Regions from separate parts of the Mus musculus genome. Here all the other regions are linked to region 2. A link is a contact called in public Hi-C and promoter capture Hi-C data. All regions are on one chromosome and are shown on one strand. The core of a region is the stretch at or near the end of the contact, and the rest is flanking DNA. Distances in the headings are between cores, read along the strand shown.

Region 1 (3,307 bases), core at 720-3,219, 530 kb after region 2:
ATTCTTGTGTAGGATAGGAACCCAAGGTCCAAATGAGGGCCTGACCTCTCAGGACAGTTGATTGAGTCAACAGAGGGCAAGCAGAAGCAGGTGGCAGGGCCAGGTACAGCAGAGCAAACCCTGGAGCTTCACACTCCCGCCACTGCACACCATCCTTTCACCAAAAGGCACAGCTTTCTCGAAACAACTCAGCTTCCCTCTGCCACGTGACCCCGGGGCAAAACAATGAATCTTTCTGAGCTATGTGTGCCTCTCCCAGGATGGTGGTGGTGTCACACGTGTTCCAGCCTGTCCGAAATCTATCTGAGCAATCCCCCGCTTAGAGACGCCACTTGTCTGAGAAAGGTTATCTCCAAAATCAGTCTGGCCTTATCACTGGGCAAGTGTTGGGGACCGTATCCTGAGCCTTCTCCCTCAGAGATAACGCAAACCCAAGGCCTTCCTGGATTGATTTCCCCTATCTGTAGCAACAAGTAGTGGCTCATTGGGCAGAACCAGGGGCGTGGGATGGTCCATGGCCAAGATTCAGTGTCAGTTTTGGAGACAGCCACACCGCTAGTTCTGCCCCCACCCATCCATGTCCTTTGCAGAGGCAGCTAGACTTTGAGGCTGAGGTCTGAATCCCTCTTGGAGCTTCCTTTCCCAAAGCTCTAGGATACTTTCATTCAAATCTAGGGATTCCCCCCACCCCCACCCCCATCCCCCGAGACAAGGTTTCTCTATGTAGCCCTAGCTGTCCTGGAATTCACTCTGTAGACCAGGATGACCTAGAATTCACAGGGATCCACCTGCCTCTGCCTCCTAAATTTTGGGTTTGAAGTTGTGCACCACCACTAACCTAGCTAAAATTTAGGGATTTTTTTTTTGTCTGTGTTTTTGTTAGTTTTGATGGTGCTAGGGATTATTAAACCCCAGATCTTGCACAAGACAGACAAAAACCTTACCATTGATTGGGTTGTATCTCCAGACCTCCAAGCTAATTTTAAATTTGTCATATAATGCCCCTCCTCCTCCAGACACGGTCTCTCTACGTAGCCAGGGCTGTCCTTGAACTCAAAGATCTGCCTGTCTCTGCTTCTGAGTGCTGGTATTTTAAAGGCGTGTGCCACCACACCCGGATTTAATGTTAATTTTCTTACAGAGAAACCACAAAGGACATAGAAACCAAGCTCCAAGGCACCAAGTTCTGTCCTGGGACTTTGAATAACTGACTTACCTTCCTTTTCCCCATCTGCAAAATGGGACAGTGGGACCTGGCTCATAAGATGAAGCACAGAATCCCTCGATGCCCGTCACAGGCGCGGGTGGGGGGTGGGGTTTCAAGTGAATAACCTCTTGAGATGGGAAGGAGGCAGGCACCTTGTGCTCTGGCTGTGCACACTGAAAGGGGTCCCCCTCAGTGGCCACCCGTGAGACTGCAGGTGAGTCATTTATCTTAGTTTTATCTTCGAGGGCACAGCTGCCTGAGGCCAGCTCTCTCCTACTTATCCTCTCAAAAGCTAGTTACCCACTTGGCTCTTCCTGTCCCTGGCTGGCACTGAGCTCAGCGCTAATGGGCACACAATAGTCAGATAAACTCATCTGTCGGCTGCATTTCCTTTATGCAATTGGCTTTCTGACCACAAACCAGCAGGCTCCAAAGTGCCCTGCGGAAACCACCCTTGGCTCTCAGAAAGACCAGGAGGTGGTGGCTTCACTTTCTGGGGAAGGGAGGTGAAAAGGAAAACCTAAGGATGCCCCACTTTGACCCTGACGTCACCCCTTGAGTCACTTATACTGAATGAGACCCACCAGTCCTTACCTTAGTTTGGACAATGAGTGGCAGAGGCAACAGGAAAATGGGCAGACATAGCACAATCAGGTAGGAGCGATAGGCCCATAGTGCCTGCCAGCAGGTGGCCATGGTGAGGACCAGCCTGTCCCGGCAGCTGCTTCCAGGAGCTACGAAAAAGACTGAAGGTGTAGCGCACAGCAGGTGGCCTGGGGCAGCTTATATAAAGCCAGAGGAGTGTTAACCATTGACCCACCCTGGCAATCAGAGTGTTTTTGGAATCAGGAGGTGGGAGTAAGGAGGAGGGACCTGCGGGAGGAGTAACAACCAGGAAGACTTAGCGGGAGCCAGGGAGGGTAAAGACAAGAAATAAAAGCTTCGGGTTACTGGAGGAAAGCAGCCCAGATTTCACTCCTTCTGGACACAGAGACTGCCGGGGGAACCGGACTTGGAGTCGGGGCTGTGCAGAGCAGGAGCTAAGCTCTCTTTCCAGGCCAGCCCACCTCTCGCCTTTGATTTCCCCAAAGCCAAGTTCTCAGCTGAGCAGTTGACACATGACCCTTGGAGCTGGGCGTTACCCCTATCCTGACTACCCAGGCATCCCATCCTTGGGAATTTTAAAGCCCAAGATCCCTACTGGGAGGCCTGGGGGCAACTGGCCAGCCAACCACAAACTTGCCCCCTCCTGCTAGGTATCAGGGAATCTGTCAAAGTCACAAGTTCTTCATACCCTTAGCACAAGACTGACCCACTGACTTGACCTGGCCACTGGCCGCTTCCTCATTCTGCAGTAATCCTTTCCTGTATATGTTGAGCATCGATGTGTGGTAGGTAGACAATAAAGATTATTATTTTTTTTTCAGAATCTTCCTGGTCCCCACCTCTTGACTGCCATGGAAAAACAGCAAATATTGCTTCATACGCTATTTACATACTCAGCCATTCCTCATACCTGTCATCCACCCAACAAACCTTTGGCACCAATCATGGGCAGCATTTGGTGCTAAGGATACAGAAATTAAAAGGCCATACATAGGTGGGGTGTGATGTTCCCAGCATTTAGTCCAAGCTGGACTGTGTACTGTTTCATTGACCGCACAAAACACTAGGTGTTACAGTTCCACTTTACAAGTGGGGAAACTGAGACCTGAACACAGAGCTGGGTAGACTTCAAACATGTTCTGTGAGTGCCCTGATGTGGATGCCAACCCAGGGTGGAAGCTTGGGGAGAGAGCACTGGAGACACCCCAAAAAAGATGCCTGGAGGAGAGCCTGTGTGTGTCCCGGCTCTAGATTGGAGTCATAGGCAGGAGGAGGGCAGAGTGGGACCGAGAGGGTGTCGGGCAGGCTGATGTATGTGCTGCTGGGGACCGGGGTGCAGAGTGTGGTGTGGAATACCTACTTGGTTTGTTTTTTGTTTTTGGCTTTTTCTCTTCTTTTCTTTTCTTTTCTTTTCTTTTCTTTTCTTTTTTTTTTTTTTTTTTTCTGAGACAGGGTTTCTCTGTATAGTCCTGGCTGTCCTGGAACTCACTCTGT
Region 2 (3,448 bases), core at 800-3,299:
AAGGCTTTGCGCAGGCCTGCTCTAGATACCTGTCCATGGTCATCCTCTAAGTTTTCAGAAAACAACCTGTAAGAGCCTTGGTCACAGGATCTAACCAGGCCTGGAACTCAAAGGTACAGAGGCCAGCAGCATCTGTGACAGTGAGCAGAAGGCCTCCACATGACTGGCACCTCCCTCCTGGGCTTGTGTCCCTCCAGTTGCATTTCAAGTTCACACCTTACAGCATCACACATTCAAAGCACCTGGAGGGATGGGTCCCCTGTGTTCCTGGTCTTCCTCCCTCGCCCACCTGTGTAACTGGGTTCCGGCTTCACGCTCCAGCTGGGCCCATGTCTGATAACATTCCTTCATCATCATCGTGTAGAAGTCCTCTGGATAAGCCTTTCTGATTATGCGGCTCTGTCCATGTGAGCTTCCTCGGGAATGGGGAAGAAAGAACTTGACAAGAAAGACAAGAAAGACAATGGAAGTCACTGCCCTTTGGCTCAGCCTTCCCTTTGTTCTTTAGGAGCCATCTTAGGCTTCAAATGGTTCCTTTCTAATCCTGGGGCCTAGACCTCTGGCCTTGCACAAAGGAGGCAAGTAGGTGCCCTGCAGATGAGCTATCTATTGCCCTAGACCTCTTTTTATTTCTTATTTGAGTCACTGTCATGTTATGTAGCCCAGGCAGGCCTTAAGCTTGCAATCCCCCTACATTGGTCTCCTGAGCAACTGGGATTTTCAGGTGCTCATCGCCAGGCCTAGATATTTTCAAATATTTCCATACTTCCAGGTCTCCTTGAGGCCCACTGATTGGCCAGGCATTCTGGTTAGCAATAGTACCTCAGCACTGACTAAATTTTTCCTTTTGTAAATAGCCCTGGCAGCCACCCATCCATTTGTTAATAACCTTCTATTATCCCACTGAATTCACACCCTGCTTAGATGCCTAGAAAAGCAGAGTCAGAAAACCTTCCAGATTATGCAAATCGAGCCCCATGGTTTTCCGGATCAGGAAAAGGATGTCATCTCACTGAGCCTTCAGGTACCCAGGATAAGGGAGCAATCTTAGGATTAGGGGGGTGCGGGGTGAAGCAAAATGGAGGTTTTCCTGCAGGTTGTAACAGAAATCCCTTGGGCTTTGGGAAAACAGAGGAACTGAAGACAATTCCCAGGATGTGGTAACCTGCTCAGAGAGCTGCAAGGCAGAATGGAAAGGAAGAAGCCACAGGGGTAGAAAACTCAACTTGACAGATTGCATAGGCCCCACCCCTGAGGGGCCCTGCAGGGTCCCAGTGCCACCCTCATTTGAAGCAGTCATGTGATCACTTTTCCTTTAAGGAAAGACGACCTGTGTCTTAGTTCCCGGGCATCAAGTGAGGAGGTCGCTGTTACCCAAAGGTGGAAGAATTCAACAGCAGCTCCTGCTAGGTTCTGGAAGGAGCAGCTGAGAAAACGCAGCTTTCTCCAAAGCTGGTACATCAGCCTTTGCCTCTAGGCAAAACTGTCTTTATTTAAGGTTACCCAGAGCAGAATTGATTCTTTTTCTGGTTGTATCAACCATGTGGGCAAAGACAAGACAGGGTTGCAAGAATGAAAAGAAGTGGGACACTTCTTGATCCGGGGCAAGAACTAAGAGACTTAAAAGAGTATACCAAGAAACCTCACGTGGACTTAAGGGTGGGAATTTTCTTTGCATTGTCAAGATCCACGTGAAGTGGCTACGAAGCTACGAAGTGCACAGAATTCCTGATGTCTGACCGTTTGGCTTCACTTATAGCCCAAAAATTCTGGAAAGCCCTCCCTAGGAGAGGAAAGAAGAGGGGACAGTCTTATATAGCAGAAGGGCAGAAGGCACAGTGTACCTGCTCCAGCAGGAGGACGCTCTTGGAGTGTTTGGCCAGGTGGTACGCGGTAAAGCAGCCCTGGATGCCTGCTCCAATCACAATAGCATCCCAGAAATCTGTCTGAGCAGCCATGATGCCACAAAGCCCACTGAAGAGAAGGCAAACAAAGGCACCTCCAGGCTACAGGGGGAGGAGGGAGGCAAAGTCCAGCTAAACTAGAGTTCCCACAATCCCTTGGGGCTCATGTCCTTGTCTTTCTTTCCCTCCCCAAAAAGCCTGGCACAGGGCTCAGCCTCCGCCTCCCCCTGCAGAGCAGAGCTGGGTGGACTGATTTGTGAGGTTTCGCCCAGCTCAGCTGCTAGCCTCACCCTTGCATCCCTCCAGTTTGCTATTCTTGGCTCAATTATTGTCATGCAAATGGCGCCTTCCCATGCCACCTTCCTGTCTCATTATGATCTTTGTCTCAGGACTTTGCCCGGAATTTCAATGCCTCCCAGACCAAGCTGGGCCCCGGGAATGCTGCCTCCCCCTGCTGGCTTCCCTCTCTGCAGCTTGATTTCCTCCAGAGAGCTACCCGGCCAGCCAAGAACTTGGCAGGATGCCCAGGGTATGGCCCTCCTCCCTGGTGGGTGGCGAGGTCAGGGGGTAGATGCAGGGGCCAACTGGGAGGGCAGTTTTGTGATTATGAAATCATTCTCAGTGTGTTTTACTTTCATGTTGAAAAAAGGACAATAAATGATCCTGAAGAGGAAAAAAAAAAATCCAGGAAAGGACAGTGCGAGGAAGAACCTTGTCCTCAGGCACACGGGGAACCAGGCACCAGCCAGCACACACAGGGGCCATGTGCAGAGAAGCCTTCTGTGCCAGGCAGCAGGCTCAATGGGGATTGTTACAGGCACTGGGGACAGAGCCAGGGTTGGCAGGTCCTGATTCTTATACACTTTGGGGGTCCATTTTAAGATAAAAGGGGAAAGGGGCCTGGAGGCTTAGCTCAGCGGTAGACTTTTGTGTTTGGCATGTTCGGGGTCCTGGGTTTAGCACCCAGCACTAAAAATAAAAGAGAAAAAAAAAAAAAAAAGAAAAAATTAGTCATGCAAAACTAGATGGCAGGACTTCGAAGAGACCGCTCAATTAGAGAGCCCCATGGTTGAAGTTTTATTAGCTTCCTGGTAAATCTGCCTCGGAATACATTATCTCATTAAATTCTCAGGATTTTTTTTTTTTTTTGTATGTGTGTGTGTGTATTTTTATCCTCATTTTTTTTGAGCAGATTAGAGATAGCCTCAAGTTCTCTGTCGGTTTTCCCATTACATGCTTGCCCAATAGAATACAGTGACTGCTACCCTCTTTCTGACCCAAGCCTTTGGACATCTTCTTGTGTTGAAGCACTCGTTCTTAGACCCTGAACCAACATGTTAGAAGTCCAGCCACTCTGTGAGAGAGAGAGATGAGAAAAGTCACACATAGGAAGAGAAGCCATTTTGGACCTTGTGTCCAGACAAACTAACCACCCATGACCTGACCCAGTCCATGGCACGTGACCCAACAGCCAAGCTGTGTCAGCATTCCCCAGTTTTATGAAGTAAAATAAAATGCTTGTTTTTAGACACTAACTTTTGAGG
Region 3 (3,476 bases), core at 4-2,503, 610 kb after region 2:
CACCTGGCTCCGCCTCCTCTCCCCAGTCTCCCCTTGGTGGTGTGCAAGATGCTGTAGAAAGGGCTGTAAAGAGCTGTCTTCCATTTCCTACCGCTCGCTCGGCTCCCCAAAATGTGGAAGCAAGCTGGCTACATGTATCCACGTCCCCTCCGGATGGTTAAAGAATCGCAGTTGAGATTCTTAAAGCCCTTTAATGCCGGTTTCCACTTAGGCTTCACGCGTCTGTAGGGAGTAAAATTTAGTGTTTCATTTTGCCGCTGAGACTACTGCGGTCCATAGAGAAGAGACACCAAAGGCACGCTCGCCTGTGATTACAGAACAGAAAACGGAGGGGCTTCAGAAGTGTGCCAGTGCTTGGAATTTGGCCCAAAACCTGGCACTCTACCCCAGTGAGCACTTTCTTTATAGAGAAATCCCACTTAGTATGTGAGTCTAGAAAGTATGCCCAATGAGTCCATTTTTTTTTTAAAATAAATGAGGTCATTGAAGGTGTGGCCAGGGTGGTCCCCCGAGGATCAATGGATTAGTGAAAGCCTCAGGAATGGGCTCTGGGACTGGAAAGATGGCTCAGCCTTTAAGAGTACTTGTTCTTACAGAGGACCTGGGTTTGATTCTCAGCATCCACACGGCAGCTCATAACTGTTCAAAACTCCAGTTCCAGGGTATTCAAAGCCCTCTTCTGACCTCCATAGACACAAGACATGCATGTGGTGCACAGATGCACATGTGAGCAGACACTTATACACAAAACATAAAATAAATAAATCTAAAAAAAATAAAGAAAGAAGAATAGACTCTGACCCACTACTTCCTATGCTGTAACACCCAGCTTAGAGAGAACAAGGAGAGGCCAGAAATGAAGCTTTGTTCTTTTATGAGAAGAAAAGAAAACCTCCCCCAAAGTGCTTGCCAGCTCTCCCCCAACCCCCCTTCTTGCCCCAAAAATCCAGATTCGAAGCGGGGGGTAGGATGGGACAAGCACCTAGCCTGATCAAACAGTAAATCGATAACGGCTTATGGGAATGAGTTGGAAGCTACTCCAGGCACGAAACGTTTTGTCTGTTCTAGCTCACGGAATCTCTCAACACCTGATGAGGCAAGGCACCATGGTCCCACTTTATAAAAAGTAAGGCTCAGGGAGATTAACGGGACTGGCTCAGAGGGTGACAACACATGCTTTCTTTCCACCTCCCCAGCTAAGCTAAGCGTGTTATCCCTCCTGCCCGTGACCCTACTGACTTTGGTCTTGGCGAGGGTTTTCTGTTTCCCAGCTCTCCTGGGGCTGGGGTTCTGGGAATGTGACCCTTTGCTGCAGCTGTGTTTGGAGGAGGGCAATGGGGCTGGGCCAGAGGATGAGCAAATAAAGGGCAGAAACCCAGGGAACTAGGAACTCTTCTTCAGTCTGCTTCTTTTTTCAGGCAGGACAGCGAGATTCCAGAAGCTCCGCGCCCAGCTTGCCAAGGCCCTGGGCTAGAGGCCTGCCATGGCACCCCTGAGGCCCTTTTTCATACTAGCCCTGGTGGCATGGGTTTCTCTGGCTGACCAAGGTGTGGGAGGGGATTGGTGGGTACCTAGGGAAGTGCAGGTTGGGCAGGTGCCCTAGATTGGGCTGTAAACCTGATATTCCCTCCCATAGAGTCATGCAAGGGCCGCTGCACTCAGGGTTTCATGGCCAGCAAGAAGTGTCAGTGTGACGAGCTTTGCACTTACTATCAGAGCTGCTGTGCCGACTACATGGAGCAGTGCAAGCCCCAAGGTGAGTTCAGAGCCCTGGTGGGTGGGCCTGGGGCTCCCTCCACAGCCTGACACTCACTGCTCCCCGTTCTGCCTGCAGTAACGCGGGGGGACGTGTTCACTATGCCAGAGGATGATTATTGGAGCTATGACTACGTGGAGGAGCCCAAGAACAATACCAACACCGGTGTGCAACCCGAGAACACCTCTCCACCCGGTGACCTAAATCCTCGGACGGACGGCACTCTAAAGCCGACAGCCTTCCTAGATCCTGAGGAACAGCCAAGCACCCCAGCGCCTAAAGTGGAGCAACAGGAGGAGATCCTAAGGCCCGACACCACTGATCAAGGGACCCCTGAGTTTCCAGAGGAAGAACTGTGCAGTGGAAAGCCCTTTGACGCCTTCACGGATCTCAAGAATGGGTCCCTCTTTGCCTTCCGAGGTGACTCTATGGACAGGTCTGGTGGCGGTCGGATCTGCCTTAGGCTCATCTGCTTCTCACACAGTTTCCCCTGTTCTAGGGCAGTACTGCTATGAGCTAGATGAGACGGCAGTGAGGCCTGGGTACCCCAAACTTATCCAAGATGTCTGGGGCATTGAGGGCCCCATCGATGCTGCCTTCACTCGCATCAACTGTCAGGGGAAGACCTACTTGTTCAAGGTACCAGACCTAAGTCTGAGGCAAGGTAAAGGGTGCCATGGACGTGCTGGGGAGCTGTGAAGACAAAGCAGTCAGGGACTCCAGGAGCAGGTGACAGCCAGTTTAGGATATAGGACTGCTTCTGTGGCCAGCGGTATGTCCTCACCCTTCTGATCTCTGTCTTTCAGGGTAGTCAGTACTGGCGCTTTGAGGATGGGGTCCTGGACCCTGGTTATCCCCGAAACATCTCCGAAGGCTTCAGTGGCATACCAGACAATGTTGATGCAGCGTTCGCCCTTCCTGCCCACCGTTACAGTGGCCGGGAAAGGGTCTACTTCTTCAAGGGTACTCAGGGTGGAGGAGAAGGGGGCAGGTGGTGGAGTCCCTGTTCTATTCCATGATTCCTCTCTGCCTTGGTCAGATCTCTCCTGATGCCAGCTGTTCTGCTCCTCAGGGAAGCAGTACTGGGAGTACGAATTTCAGCAGCAACCCAGCCAGGAGGAGTGCGAAGGCAGCTCTCTGTCAGCCGTGTTTGAGCACTTTGCCTTGCTTCAGCGGGACAGCTGGGAGAACATTTTCGAACTCCTCTTCTGGGGCAGATCCTCTGGTATGGAGGGAGAGCAAGGCTGGCTTCTTTCTCTGGAAACTGGGCTGTGATAGTGGGGGCTTCCAGGGGAGGGGCCTGGAACTGTGACACCATCGATCAAGAGCTGTTTGCTCTGGCTAGACTTTGCTTCTGTTGACTTTTGGGGGATGAGGCTTGGCTCTATTTGGATCCCATACCTTGGACTTTGCCTAACACAGCAGAAGGAGGGGCTGCGCCGCTGAGGGGTTTCGGATGGGGCAGAGATTCAAGGGATACAGTGGAGAGAGGATGGGAAAAAGCTCTAGACAGGGAGGCTGGGGCCTGGGGACTGAGTTGTGTGTCTTAGGCAAGGCATAGCAAATGTGTTCTAAAGGTCCTACTGGAGCTGGGTGTAGTGGCACATGCTTTTAATCCCAGCACTCAGAGACACAGGCAAGTGGATCTTTGTGAGTTAAGAGGCCAGTTATGGCTTCATAGTGAGTTGCAAACCAGCCATAGGTAGGTGCTAAGATCCTG

Evidence for each region. Hi-C and Micro-C count contacts between places; a contact is called where the count stands out from the background. Capture Hi-C pulls out chosen DNA fragments and counts their contacts.
Region 1: a contact with region 2 is called in a Hi-C map of liver, with 2.0 times the contacts expected there. The contact joins the promoter of Slc13a2 here to the promoter of Pipox in region 2. A contact is called at or near these places in 1 of 39 promoter capture datasets (liver) and 1 of 484 Hi-C or Micro-C datasets (liver).
Region 3: a contact with region 2 is called in a promoter capture Hi-C map of adipose tissue. The contact joins the promoter of Vtn here to the promoter of Pipox in region 2. A contact is called at or near these places in 3 of 39 promoter capture datasets (cranial neural crest, frontonasal cranial neural crest and liver), 1 of 484 Hi-C or Micro-C datasets (liver) and 1 of 9 other capture datasets (adipose tissue).

What each region holds. Positions count from the first base shown.
Region 1 is chr11:78,420,265-78,423,571 of GRCm38.p6, forward strand. Slc13a2 (solute carrier family 13 (sodium-dependent dicarboxylate transporter), member 2) reads right to left here and starts at 1,970. Exons shown (of 12, transcript NM_022411.4): 1 at 1,802-1,970. The coding sequence starts at 1,903.
Region 2 is chr11:77,891,823-77,895,270 of GRCm38.p6, forward strand. Pipox (pipecolic acid oxidase) reads right to left here and starts at 2,050. Exons shown (of 8, transcript NM_008952.2): 1 at 1,845-2,050; 2 at 290-438. The coding sequence starts at 1,958.
Region 3 is chr11:78,497,867-78,501,342 of GRCm38.p6, forward strand. Vtn (vitronectin) reads left to right here and starts at 1,254. Exons shown (of 8, transcript NM_011707.2): 1 at 1,254-1,547; 2 at 1,637-1,756; 3 at 1,835-2,176; 4 at 2,256-2,395; 5 at 2,563-2,719; 6 at 2,829-2,981. The coding sequence starts at 1,484.